3 separate regions of the Mus musculus genome follow, and regions 2 and 3 are each linked to region 1. The links are chromatin contacts, called in public Hi-C and promoter capture Hi-C maps. All regions are on one chromosome and are shown on one strand. The core of a region is the stretch at or near the end of the contact, and the rest is flanking DNA. Distances in the headings are between cores, read along the strand shown. Region 1 holds the start of Rab3a (RAB3A, member RAS oncogene family). Region 2 holds the start of 1700030K09Rik (RIKEN cDNA 1700030K09 gene). Region 3 holds the start of Ap1m1 (adaptor-related protein complex AP-1, mu subunit 1).

Region 1 (4,345 bases), core at 504-3,003:
TTTATAGTATGAAACAGGGTCTCACTTTGTGATCCAGGATGATAAAGAACTCAACAACCCTCCTGCCTCAGCTTTCCAAGTGTTCCGATGAAGCCTTGCCACCTACTGAGCTACCAGCACAGTTCTCCTGGAGCCCTTGCTTGGTGGTGGAAGCAAATGGGTTCCTCCCCTAACCTTATCCCTTCGGAATAAATCCAAATCAGGCTCCAGTGTCCCAGGCTCCTCCTGCACCCTTTCTGTCCTCAAACCCGGTCCCGGTCCCCACAGTAGCCTCCGCGTGGGCCCGGAGCTCGCTAAGTAACAAACTGATGGTCACTTTGTGTCTCTGCATGAAGTGCAGGGGAAGCAGGAAATAAGCTTCCTCCAGCGGCCCCGGATTGGGCGGGGCTCCAGGCTCCTCGCGGGGGTGGACGAGCATCCAGGCGACAAGTTATTCTGGTCCATTGGCGCCTCCGCAGCTGGCGGGGAGGTCTATAAACAGGGCCAGGACACGTTCCCAGTTCTGCTTCCTGTGGGAATGGAAGCGATGGGGACCCTGCCCGGCCGCACGGAGAGGAAGAATAGGATAGACCCCAGATTCCCACCTTGACAGGCAGATTTGCAGGAATGAGTCGTGTGTATCATAGCGGCTTGGAAGTCTGCATTTCTGCGCCCACCTTCCTGAGACACAGGGTTACCCGGGTCCCAGTGTCCATATCGTAAAGGGCGTTGGGCAGCTACTCTTGAATCTTCTCTGCTTCCTTGGTCTTTCATTACAATTTTGGAAGACTTATGGGTCAGGATACTTCTGAGCCCTAAGTGCGCAAGGAAGCAAGGGGTTCTCTGGGGACTCATCAGACCCTTTTCTCTTTGCACAGACCGGATTTTCTCCTTTATTTCTTTGAGGCAGGGTTTTATGTGGATCAAGCTGACTTTAAGACACTATGTAACTGAGGATCACCTTGGACTTCTGCTTCTCCCCTCCTTCCCTTCTCCTCCCAGTGCAGAGAACAGGAGCCTGGATCAACCCAGGTCTTTGTGATGCAGGTTCCCCACCAAACTGAGAATTATCCTCAGCCCATCAAAAAACAGTTCTTTCTTTCTTTCTTTTTTTAAAAATTATTTATTTATTTGCTTGTTTATTTTGTTTTTTGAGACAAAGTTTCTCTTCATAGTCCTGCTGTCCTGGAACTCACGTTGTAGACCAGGCTGGCCTCGAACTCACAGAGATCTGCCTCCATCTCCCTTCTGAGTGCTGGGACTAAAAATTCTGTGTGGTCTTTAATGAGTTTTTTGAGCCCTAAAATGTAATCAAGATGTATGCCTGCCAATCCAACACTTGTGAGGTGCAGGCGGGAGGATCAAGAGTTCAAGATCAGCCTCTGCTACTTGGCAAGTTCGAGACCAGCTTGTTACTTGAGACCATTTCTCAAAACAAAACCTAAACTCCTGAGTGCTTCACGTCTCAAAAGCAAGGACTTCTAACCACAAGTTTCCAACCAGAGCTAGGTCCTGGCCTCAGCCTCTCCGCCCTTCAAACACCTAGCAGTCACCATTGGGCCTCTAAAGACGTAGGAATCGCTGATTTGATATTCGGTCCGTCGCTCGAGAGCATCAGCCAATGGAAACTTCATGCCTCCCTAGAGCCCCGTCTTCCAGTGGCTTACCAGGCCCTGCCCCTCTTCTGCCGGCGCAGGCCAGTGTGGTCCCGCGGCTGTCGATGCAGTCCCTCCCCTAACGTCACAGCTTCGTTTGCATAGAAAGCCCCGCCCCTGGCTTTGCAGGACGTCAGCTAGGACTGCAGGGGCCTGAGCCTCCTCCGCTGCCGCCTGCAGCCCCCGCCGCCGCCTGCATCCCCCGCATCCTCTTCTGGGGCCCGGTCGCCAGCGCAGTCGCCACGGTCGCCGTCGCCAGCGTTGTCTCAGCTTAGAGAGGGTAAGGGTGAGCGCAACCCAGGTCCACACACTGAGGAGCCCGCGTTTCACTGACAGCTGGGGGATCAAGGGGAGCGCAACTCGGGTGTAGTGGCTATGGGTCTCGCATTTGGCATTCTTGGTCCCGCATCCCGCACCCCTCGCCCTTAACCTGGCACCTGGGGCCCGGGCTCTGCGACAGAGGGGGAGGGGAAAGCCAGGCCTTGCGGGAGGCTTGTGCGTGCTCGTGCTCGTGGGGTGAACACGCGTGTGCGCGCCCGCTGGGCATGGAGAGGCTCGAGTGACCGCAGGACGCGCAGCGTGCACACTTGTGATACGTTGTGCGTGCATGGTCCGCGTGCGCGGTGCGCGTGGATCTTAGTTCAAGTATGTGCTCACACGCGTGTGGAGCCATGCGCGTGTGTGGTGTGTCCTCCCGGATGGCCAGGTACAGTCGTGCATTGGTGCAGGGAGCTGTGCTCACACATGGGCTTGCACACACCATACATGTCTGCTTGTTTCGCCTGTTAGCACCACTCTTGCATGCAGGGCAGGTGTTTGGGTCTGCCTGCCCTAGATGCTTCATTGTGCTTGTGTGTGTGTGTGTGTGTGTATGCGTGCGCGCTCTTGTGCTCGCGATTTTGTGTGTGTGAGCCTACGTTCATCCTGTCTTCGTCACGTGATGTGGCTATCTCAGGGCCCCAGTTCTTGCAGGAGAAAAATAAGGATGAGCGAGAACTGGGGATCCTCCTGTATTCATGTTCCGGTGTGGGTCTCTGTGAGAGACTGATGGGAAGGCAGAGGAGGCTCAGTCTTCCCTCAGGGTACAGGGGAATCTGAGGTTCACAGCCTGCTTAAAACCTTGGTGCTGTCAAGGTCACAGCTCTGCCTTATGTTGGTTGGGGGGGTTGAGCATGTGACATTGGGGGGTATCCTCACCTACCCCTGTGCCGTGCCCACCCTGTGCGTGGTCCTGATGCTCCCCTCAGGCCCTCTGTGCCACGCCTCCCGCAGATGGCTTCCGCCACAGACTCTCGCTATGGGCAGAAGGAGTCCTCAGACCAGAACTTCGACTATATGTTCAAGATCCTGATCATTGGGAACAGCAGCGTGGGCAAAACCTCGTTCCTCTTCCGCTACGCAGATGACTCCTTCACTCCAGCCTTTGTCAGCACCGTTGGCATAGACTTCAAGGTCAAAACCATCTACCGCAACGACAAGAGGATCAAGCTGCAGATCTGGGTGTGTAGGGCTGGAGGGGAGATGTCTTCCTGCCAACCCCCACAAAAGGAAGCTGAGGCTAGCCATCGGCTGGCGCTGGGATTTAAGGCCTGCATCTCCATCCCAGTATGAGCTTCCCGTTTTCCTAAGTCCCGAGCATCCCCACTCATCTTCTAGCATAGTGTGGCACAGGGCATTCAGGCAGCACCCAGTACATGTTTGTTGAGTGACTAAGTGGCCTTGCAGTGACCCATTTGGGTCACTGTCTGCTTTTCCTGACCCACTGTCCCCGGGCCTCAAAGTGGTTGCTGGACAACCTTGGAGCACGTTTTTCTCTCGGGGGCTGCTGCGAGGTCCCTTCTGACCTATCCCTCTTTTCCCCAGGACACAGCAGGGCAAGAGCGGTACCGCACCATCACCACAGCCTATTACCGAGGCGCCATGGGCTTCATCCTAATGTATGACATCACCAATGAGGAGTCATTTAATGCAGTGCAGGACTGGTGAGCAGCCCACCTACTCAGAAAACACAAGGCTGGGATTGGAGGTGACTTAGCTAAGCTTAGCTAAGCTTAGTTGGTAGGGTGCCTGCTTGGCCAGGACAAAGCCTTGGGTTCGTCCCCAGCATGGCCAAAAGACAACCAAGAGTAGGCCTCTGGTGGGACAAGCCATGTGGCTGTTCCCAAGGCTTGAGGTTGTGGAAGCACACAAGGTAACCAGTGAGTAGACAAGGAACCTCCCACTGATCTCTACCCAGGTAGCCCAGGCAGGAGAACCACGTTAGCTCACTTGTCTGAGGTCAAGTGATTCTCTGGCCAAGCGCTTACCTCAAATGTATGAGAACCTGGATTCCAGCCACAGCACCAAAAATTAACTCCCCCAGGTCTTGACATTTGGTGTAGTGGACACCGGCCCATCTTCCCAGCTTTGGGAAGATGGAGAGGTCTGAGTGAGATAGGCTGGACTCAGTTACCAAGGGGCAGTGGTCTCTCCTGCAAGGGCTAGACACAGGCAGAGACTCGGGGATGGGGCCAGGTCCTCCGGCTTCCTCTTCAGCCTCTGGCTGTCTCTGCAGGTCCACTCAGATCAAAACTTACTCGTGGGACAATGCCCAGGTGCTGCTGGTGGGAAACAAGTGTGACATGGAAGATGAGCGAGTGGTGTCCTCAGAGCGTGGCCGGCAGCTGGCTGACCACCTGGGTGAGTACTGAGGACTGTGGCCCTTACCAGGC
Region 2 (4,345 bases), core at 1,164-3,663, 1.7 Mb after region 1:
CCCTGATAAGAGTCTTTAATTTTCCCTCTGAAATTTCACAAGCCAGGCCTCCATCTTCTGCACTGTTCTCAACATTATCTCCCAAGCTCCTACAGAACATCCCAAAGAGCTCTTAACATCCCAATGGCTCTTCTAGCCCAAAGTTCCAAAGTCCTTCCACAGTCCTCCCCAAAACATGGTCAGGTTGTCATAGGAACAACCCACAATGGTGGTATCAGTTTGTCTTAGTTGGGGTTTCTATTCCTGCACAAACATCATGACCAAGATGCAAGTTGGGAAGGAAAGGATTTATTCAACTTATACTTCCACACTGCTGTTCATCACTAAAGGATGTCAGAACTGGAACTCAAGCAGGTCAGGAAGCAGGAGCTGATGCAGAGGCCATGGAGGGATGTTACTGGCTTGCTTCCCCTGGCTTGCTCAGCTTGTTTTCTTACAGAACCAAGACTACCAGCCCAGGGATGGCACCACCTACAATGGGCCCTTCACCCTTGATCACTAATAGAGAAAATGCCTTACAGCTGGATTTCATGGAGGCATTTTCTCACCTGAAGCTCCTTTCTCTGTGATAACTCCAGCTTGTTTCAAGTTGACACACAAAACCAGCCAGTACAGCTGTGAACCAACCAAGTATGTGGCTGACTGGGGCAGGAGGACCTGGAGTTCAAGGCCAACCTGGACTTCATAAAGAGAACCCGTCTCAGATAAACGAACTCTTTTTTTTTTTCTTCCAGACAAATTCTCAAGTATCCTGCATTGACCTTGAACTTGCAATATAGGTAAAAAATGACTTCAGCCTTTTAAATTCTCTTGCCACTTCTCGAGTGTGCACTACAACCCGTTTAGGCTGTACTGGAGCTGGGATTCAGGACTTCATAGATGTTAGACATACATATTTATTAGCCAGTTTTGTTGGTGTATGCTTTTAATCCCAGCATTCAAGAGGCAGAGGAAGGGGCAGGTGGATTTAAGAGTTTCTAGACATTCAGAGATACATAGAGACCCTGGCTCAAAACAAACAAAACTAAAAACCTAAAGAAAATACAATTTAATTATTTATTTATTCGTTCATTTTGTGGGGTTGGGGCATGTGCCAAGGTTAGAGAACAACTTGTGGGCATAGGTTCTCTCCTTCCACCCTGTAGGTTCTGGGGATCAAACTCAGGTTACCAAGCTTGGCCACAGGCCAATCTAGCTGGCCCCACTTTTCATTTTGATTTCCCCTCTTTTTGTTTTGTGCCAAGACCTGGCTGTATCTTAGGGTGGGCCAGAGCTCACTCTATAGCTAGGCTGGTCTTGAACTTGTGATTTTCCTGCCTCATGAAGACCCTGGAGTGCTAGGATTCTAGGTTGTGCTACAGCATGGTTCCAATTTTCATGAAGTGAGATGATCTTGGGCAACTACTGAAAAATGCCAACACAGTCATTCCTGTTGACTCCAGTTGTCATTCCAGCACTTTCTGAGCACCTCCACTGTCATTCCAATCCACACTCAAGGTGCATACTGCCTCCAACATACATAGATGTGGAAAAAGTAACCAGCACTTGGGAGGCTGAGAGTTAGAGCCATCTAGGGCTACATGAGACTGCTCAAAGACTAAACCAAAACACACTTCGGTCAATTTTTTTTTTTTTTTCTTTTTCCAAGACAGGGTTTCTGTGTAGCCCTGGCTGTCCTGTAACTCACTCTGTAGACCAGGCTGGCTTCGAACTCAGAAATCCACCTGCTTCTGCCTCCTGAGTGCTGGGATTAAAGGCGTACGCCACCACCGCCCGGCTACTCTGGTCAATCGTAAAGGAATGTAAACCCAAACAGGGTATTGCAGAGCCTGCATGTGCCTCAGTGTCCTGGCTTGAACGGTGGGTGCGTTGTCAGGGTGCCATGAGGTTTCTAACTCTACTCTATTTGCTCCCGATTCTACACTAACCTTTGTCTTTCTCTTTATGCCCATAGAACTTCCCCGATGAGACTCTGAAGTGCCCAAACTGGGAGTCATTGGTGGACTGCACCCAGCGGTTCCTCCAGCGCTCTGTGGGGAGACAGGAGGGTTAGTGGTGCAAAGCGCACGGGTCCATATCATAGATGGTGGACACAGGCCACCAGCCACCACGGCAATCGCCTTCACCTCCGTCTAGAAACTCCTCCTGGAAGTACACAGTGGCTAGTGCCACGCGCAGCACACAGATGGCCCAGAGCAATGCACGAGCCGAGACCATAGCTGCACGTGCGACTTCAACTCTCTGCTCTCAGGCGTCCGTACCGCTTGACGGGCGCAACTCAGAAACTACAACTCCCGGCATGCCTTGGGATTATGACCTGGGGACGCTAATGGGTGCGCTGAAATTACTGGTCCCGTGACGCCCGGGATTGTGACCTGAGTTGCTCATTGGTGGGTGGAGCGCGGTGGCCGACGGGAAATGTAGTCTCTAGTTGCTCTGGCGCTGTCTCCTGAGGCAACCGCACACTGGGGCCTATACTTTGAGGCTGAAGCCTAGCGGGAAGAAGCCAACGCAGCTACTCAGGTGACCTCACAGTGATCAAGTGGGTTGGCAAGGGGCTTCAGGAAAACGGGCGGCATACCCACACCAGAGGTTCCTCATCTGGAGAGCGATGGGGCATGATCCCTTAGGGCTTGCAAACAATAGCGAGGAAACTGAGTATAGGCAGTGTTATTAGCATGGAGAAGAACTCCAGGTGCTGTGTGATATGGGTCCTCTCAGTTGTGTATCCTGGTTACAGGTTCCAGAGCAGGTACAGATATAGGTACGAATCTGGACGCCTGTCCTCAAATCTCTCTGAGATTCTTTGGTTTTTTTTTTTTTTTTTTTTTTTTAGATTTATTTATTTATTATATGTAAGTACACTGTAGCTGTCTTTCAGACACTCCAGAAGAGGGCATCAGATTTCGTTATGGATGGTTGTGAGCCACCATGTGGTTGCTGGGATTTGAACTCGGGACCTTCAGAAGAGCAGTCGGCGCTCTTAACCACTGAGCCATCTCACCAGCCCCGATTCTTTGGTTTTGAGCTCACTCAACCTTACCAGTTCTTATGCCTGTCCCACACGCCCTACAGCTTATTAAAAGAAATACTTTTATCTGGGTGGTGGTGGCATACACCTTTGATCACAGCACTTGGGAGGCAGGCCTGATCTAAGGAGCTCCCAGGAAAACCAGAGCTATACAGGGAAACCTTATCTTGAAAAAAATAAAAACAAAACAAAAAGTATACTTATACAGTGAAGTACTTTTAAAGGCTGAAAACACAATCTTTATTTTCCTAGAATGGCTTCCACAAGAAGACCCTTTGGCCCTCCACGTAGTGGTTTTGACTTAAGGGATATGTTCTTAGATAGCTCGAGGATGGAAGAGATCAGAAACTTACAAGCCCGAAGTCTTGGCCAAGTGACACCTGGGCAGAGCAGAATCTTAAAGAGAAACCAAACGATGGACGAGAAATATTTGATGCCCAAAGAGGAGGCCATGGCAGGGAGGGGGGTGAGTCTGGGCTTGAGGCCTCCCACCATCTCCTCCAAGACCAGAGCCAGTGAGGCCCTTAGGAAACTGGCCCAGATTGAAACCAAGATCCTGAATCGGAAGCAGGTGCCCATGGCTTGGTCTGATGTGGAGTCTGACTCCACATCCATCGAGCAGAGTCTTCCTAAGAGGACAGGTGCAGCTTCTGTTTCTTCCCAGTACCCACACAGAACTTTCCAGAAACAAGTGAACAAAACATGTGTGTCAAAGAGCGATGGGCCGAGTGGTAACGGTAGCAGGTTTCTGAAGAAGAAGGAGCTGCCCACTGAAGCGAGGTCCCCAGGGCTGGCAGTGGGGACAGGGAAGCAAGCTCTGCTGCCCACAAAGAAAGAATCTGCCAGTGACGAGGAGGAGGAAATGCTACTGCTTAGAAGCTTGATGGAATCTTCTAGAGAAAAAGAAGCAAATAGAAACCAGGAGCTCCCTGGCTCCAGTGTCAGCAGGAGCAACCTTGGAAAGGTGTTCTTGGTAACGTATTCTTTTGTTGGTTTCAAATTTTACTTTTTTTGGGGGGGTGGGGGGCAGGTTCTGGTAACAGAGCCTAGGGCTTGCTTTGTACCAAACAGCTCCTTAGCTAGTGAGCTATACCTCAGACCCCCCCCCCCCGTACATATGTCTCTGTGTGTATACCCCACATATGCACACCTGCCTGCAAATATAGAAGAGGGCATCGATCCCCTGGAGCTAGAGTTAGAGGGGTTGTGAGACACCTGGTAATGGGTGCTGGGAACTAAAGTCAGGTCCCTTTCGGGAAAGAGCAGCAAATGCTTTGTCTTGTTAGTTTAATTTGAGGTCTCAATTGAAGGACT
Region 3 (4,345 bases), core at 1,048-3,547, 1.5 Mb after region 1:
CTGAAAAATAGACTTTACTGAAAAAAATATGTGTATGAATACCTTCTGGTTTTTGTGAACGTTCTCAAGATGGATAAAAGCTTTTCCTTGTAAAACTGAGACTGCTCAGATAGTCATCAAGAAGATTATTAAAAATTTTCCAAGGTTCGGAGTGCCAAAAGCAATAGTGTCAGATAATGGTCCTGTCCTTGTTGCCCAGGTAAGTCAGGGTGTGGCCAAGTATTTAGAGGTCAAATAAAAATTGTATTATGTGTACAGACCTCAGAACTCAGGACAGATAGAAATACTGAATAAAACTCTAAACAGACCTTGACAAAATTAATCCTAGAGACTGGCACAGACTTACTTGGTACTCCTTCCCCTTGCCCTATTTAGAACTGAGAATACTCCCTCTTGATTCGGTTTTACTCTTTTTAAGATCCTTTATGGGGCTCCTATGCCCATCACTGTCTTAAATAATGTGTTTAAACCTATGTTGTTATAATAATGATCTGTATACTAAGTTATAAGGCTTACAGGTGGTGCAGAAAGAAGTCTGATCACAACTGGCTACAGTGAACAAGCTGGGTACCCCAAGGACATCTTACCAGTTCCAGCCAGAGATCTGATCTGCGTACACCTGCGTCATGCTGAGACCCTCAAGCCTCACTAGAAGGGTCCCTGCCTAGTTCTGTTTACTAATCTGCCTTATTCTGTTGTTGTTCCCATGTTAAAGATAGAGTAAATGCAGTATTCTCCACATAGAGATATAGACTTCTGAAATTCTAAGATTAGAATTACTTACAAGAAGAAGTGGGGAATGAAGAATGAAAAATTACTGGCCTCTTGTAAGAACATGAATTTTTTACCTCGGAGCCCACCCCCTCCCATCTAGAGATTGTTCTCGGAACACTCCTAAACTTTTCACCCCAAAACTCCTCACCCTAAAGTTCGAAAAAACTGTTCCAAGAACATTTTTGAGATAAAGGCCTCCTGACGTAGATTCCTTGATAGGACATGACTCCTTAGTTACCTAGATTCCTTTGGCAGAACTCCCTAGTGATGTAAACTTGTACTTTTCCTGCCCAGTTCTCCCCCTTTGAGTTTTACTATATAAGCCTGTGAAAAATTTTGGCTGACTGTCGAGACTCCTCTACCCTGTGCTAAGGTGTATGAGTTTCGACCCCAGAGCTCTGTGTGCTTTCATGTTGCTGCTTTATTTCGACCCCAGAGCTCTGGTCTGTGTGCTTTCATGTCGCTGCTTTATTAAATCTTACCTTCTACATTTTATGTATGGTCTCAGTGTCTTCTTGGGTACGCGGCTGTCCCGGGACTTAAGTGTCTGAGTAAGGGTCTCCCTTCGGGAATCTTTCACTATGTGTCACACAAGTAAAAAACCACACAAAGTAAAAAACAAAAAAAAGCCCTTGGGGCGGGGAGGAGTGTTGATGGGCTCCTTTGATCTCTCGGTGGCAGAAAGGTGGTTAAGAATGGCAGAATTTGCCGGGCGGTGGTGGCGCACGCCTTTAATCCCAGCACTTGGGAAGCAGAGGCAGGTTTATTTCTGAGTTCAAGGCCAGCCTGGTCTACAAAGTGAGTTCCAGGACAGCCAGGACTATACAGAGAAACCCTGTCTCGAAAAAAGAAGAATGGCAGAATTAAAATTTAATCAGCCTTACTTTGGTTTTGTTTTTTTGAGACAGGGTTTCTCTGTATAGTCCTGGCTGTCCTGGAATTCACTTTGTAGACCAAGCTGGCCTCGAACTCAGAAATCCGCCTGTCTCTGCTTCCAGAGTGCTGGGATTAAAGGCGTGCGCTAGCTACCACGCCCGGCTCAGCCTTACTGTGAATTAGGCACAGGCTAAGTTACACACGTGCTACCCTGGGTTCACTGGGGCAAGACGGGTGAAGCCCAGTCAGTTGAGAGGTTGACAGTGACAAGTGATTGCTGATAAGGCTGGATTGCCATTGGGAGACTGACTTCCTTTAAGCGCCACCTAACGGCGAGTCACAGTCAGTGACGGGATATTAGTTTACTTGACTTCTGCAGAAAGCAAGGCTGTCTCGAAAAAACAAAAAAAGAAAAAGAAAAAAAAAGGCTCAACTCCAAATCGGTTCCGCTTTCAGCGTCTTCTCACAGCAACAGGCTTGGAAGCGTCCACCTTCATTCCACAGCTAGTCCTTCAGGTACAAGGAGTAATGACAAAGCTGCCCCGCCCTGGTCCTCCAGGCCCCGCTCTTCAGGAAGGCCACGCCCCCTGACTTCCGGCCCGTTTGAGCTATGGGTGAAAAATACTGCCAAAAAGTTCCTACTGCGCTTGCACTCAGTTACGCGCCTGCGCACTTGCGGCTCCCTTCAGACCGGACATAACGGTCCACGCGCTGCTTCATGGACCGGAAGTGGAGGGGAAGTGTCTCGGGGCGCGCCGGGCCTTGCTGAACGCCCGCAGTTCCTGCCGTTGCCGCCGCCCTCGGCTACTGCCGAGACCTTCCAAAGCCGCCATGTCCGCCAGCGCCGTCTACGTACTGGATCTGAAGGGCAAGGTACTGAAGGGTTCGCCACCCTCCGCGTTGCCAGGCAACCAACGGGCCCTCGCCCTGTCAGGACCCACCCTGTTGCTAGGCAACTGGCCGACCAGCCCAGCTAGGGCGTCAGGCAGGCGGGGCAGCCTCACTTGCCAGCCCTACCAAGTTACTAGGAAATGGGCGGTGGTCTTTCCGCGAGTCCCGCCCCATTGCTAGCCAACTTGGTGGGCTGCGGTTGCTAGGTAACTGTCCGCTTTGCCCCTTTCCCTTTTTGTTCGCCTGGGTACCGGACTCTAGCTTCTCCTGCGAACTCCTGTAGCAGGACCCTGCGCCCCGGGGACCGTGCGACCCTTGGCCAGAGGCGTGGCGGGAACTATGGCCTTAGGTCGGTCCCTCGCTCCACAGGCTTCAGCGTTCCCTAGAGCCACTGAGCTTCCTATGACATTAAGAGAAGCGGATGATAAAAGTGTGGTTTTAAGAAGGGCGTGGTGGCGCACGCCTTTAATCCCAGCACTCGGGAGGCAGTCAGGCGGATTTCTGAGTTCGAGGCCAGCCTGGTCTACAAAGTGAGTTCCAGGACAGACAGGGCTATACAGAGAAACCCTGCCTCGAAAAACAAAAACAAACAAAAGTGTGGTTTTAGAGGGGGAAACAGTGCCTAGAGTCACACTGATTACTGGGAAGTAGCGGCCTGGAAGCATCCTCGCCAGGCAGGTGCTAAGCCCAGGGCCACCGTGGGTTAGCCTAATCTGTCATAGCTCAACTTAGTCACTTGGAAAAAACAGAAATAGATGAATACCTATTGGGGCCATGTCTTCATAATGGACTAGCAGCTGCAACTGAAGAATCAGGGAGAGCTATCCTGACTGGGAATAACAAAGACTGCTGAGACATGAAGGCCCTGCACAGAAACAGGACCCTGGCATCTTGCCCAGCGTTATCTGAGAAAGAAATCTTCATTTGTGTGTTTCTGCGGGTGTGTGGAGGAAGGAGACCCCTGCTACTCTTACATGGGCTCTTGTTATCGAACTCGGGTCACTAGACTGATTGAGCTAGGCTGCCTGAACCGTTAAAACGCATGGATCTGCCTGTCTGTACTTCCCAGCAGAATCTGACTTTTTCCCTCTCTTGGTTTTATGAGACAAGTTTTCTCTGTGTAGCTCTGGCTGTCCTGGAACTCACTCTGTAGACCAGGCTGGCCTTGAATTTAGAGACTGACCTGCCTCTGCCTCCCAGGTGCTGGGATTAAGGTATTTGCCACCACCACCTGGTAAGCACCTGGCTGTTACCTGGGATTTGGGTATAGAGTTCAGGTCGGATATTTGGAAAATACAGACTGAGCTGTCTCCCTAGCATAATGGATGGTTTTGTGGTGCTGAGGATAGAGCCTAGAACAACAAGCTCTCTGTCAGGCAGCCACAGTGTACTCTATGCAAAAGCCTCTTCCAGGAAGGCACATTTAGCCTTAAGAAAGGCACTGTCTGTCGCTCTACCTCAGGCTGTCAGAGTGGAAGGCAAGTGGCCAGCCTCTTATGTTTGGAAGCTACCAGAACAGGTCCAGCCACAGTAAACAAGTCCAACATTTAGCAGTGAAAGAACATTGATGTCCAGTCTACATGGAAGAGCTAGAGCTTAGAAGAGCCCCACCCTCCACGTTTTCCTTAGTCCCTTGAGTGTGTACCTGCCTTGTATGTCACCCAAGATCGACAACTGGTGAGTTCCAGACCTGGGCCTCCTCCACAGCCTTCTGGGAAGCTGGGTAGGGGCAGTGTTCCCTAGGTCTCATGACATATGCTCTGCCTTCCAACCTGGCCTAGAGGTACAGTGGGCTGCCTGTCGT

Evidence for each region. Promoter capture Hi-C pulls out the DNA fragments that hold promoters and counts their contacts. Hi-C and Micro-C count contacts between places; a contact is called where the count stands out from the background.
Region 2: a contact with region 1 is called in a promoter capture Hi-C map of pre-B cells, with 4 times the contacts expected there. The contact joins the promoter of 1700030K09Rik here to the promoter of Rab3a in region 1. A contact is called at or near these places in 2 of 39 promoter capture datasets (liver and pre-B cells).
Region 3: a contact with region 1 is called in a Hi-C map of B cells, with 5 read pairs. The contact joins the promoter of Ap1m1 here to the promoter of Rab3a in region 1. A contact is called at or near these places in 2 of 39 promoter capture datasets (liver and pre-B cells) and 1 of 484 Hi-C or Micro-C datasets (B cells).

What each region holds. Positions count from the first base shown.
Region 1 is chr8:70,752,950-70,757,294 of GRCm38.p6, forward strand. It overlaps Rab3a (RAB3A, member RAS oncogene family), which reads left to right and starts at 1,754. Exons shown (of 5, transcript NM_009001.7): 1 at 1,754-1,914; 2 at 2,907-3,134; 3 at 3,498-3,616; 4 at 4,189-4,313. The coding sequence starts at 2,907.
Region 2 is chr8:72,441,467-72,445,811 of GRCm38.p6, forward strand. 1700030K09Rik (RIKEN cDNA 1700030K09 gene) reads left to right here and starts at 2,414. Exons shown (of 8, transcript NM_028170.2): 1 at 2,414-2,523; 2 at 3,284-4,004. The coding sequence starts at 3,285. It overlaps Calr3 (calreticulin 3), which reads right to left and starts at 2,312. Exons shown (of 9, transcript NM_028500.3): 1 at 2,127-2,312; 2 at 1,929-2,030. The coding sequence starts at 2,217.
Region 3 is chr8:72,237,721-72,242,065 of GRCm38.p6, forward strand. Ap1m1 (adaptor-related protein complex AP-1, mu subunit 1) reads left to right here and starts at 2,298. Exons shown (of 12, transcript NM_007456.5): 1 at 2,298-2,523. The coding sequence starts at 2,482. Gm51536 (a long non-coding RNA gene) reads left to right here and starts at 4,225. Exons shown (of 2, transcript XR_003947404.1): 1 at 4,225-4,345.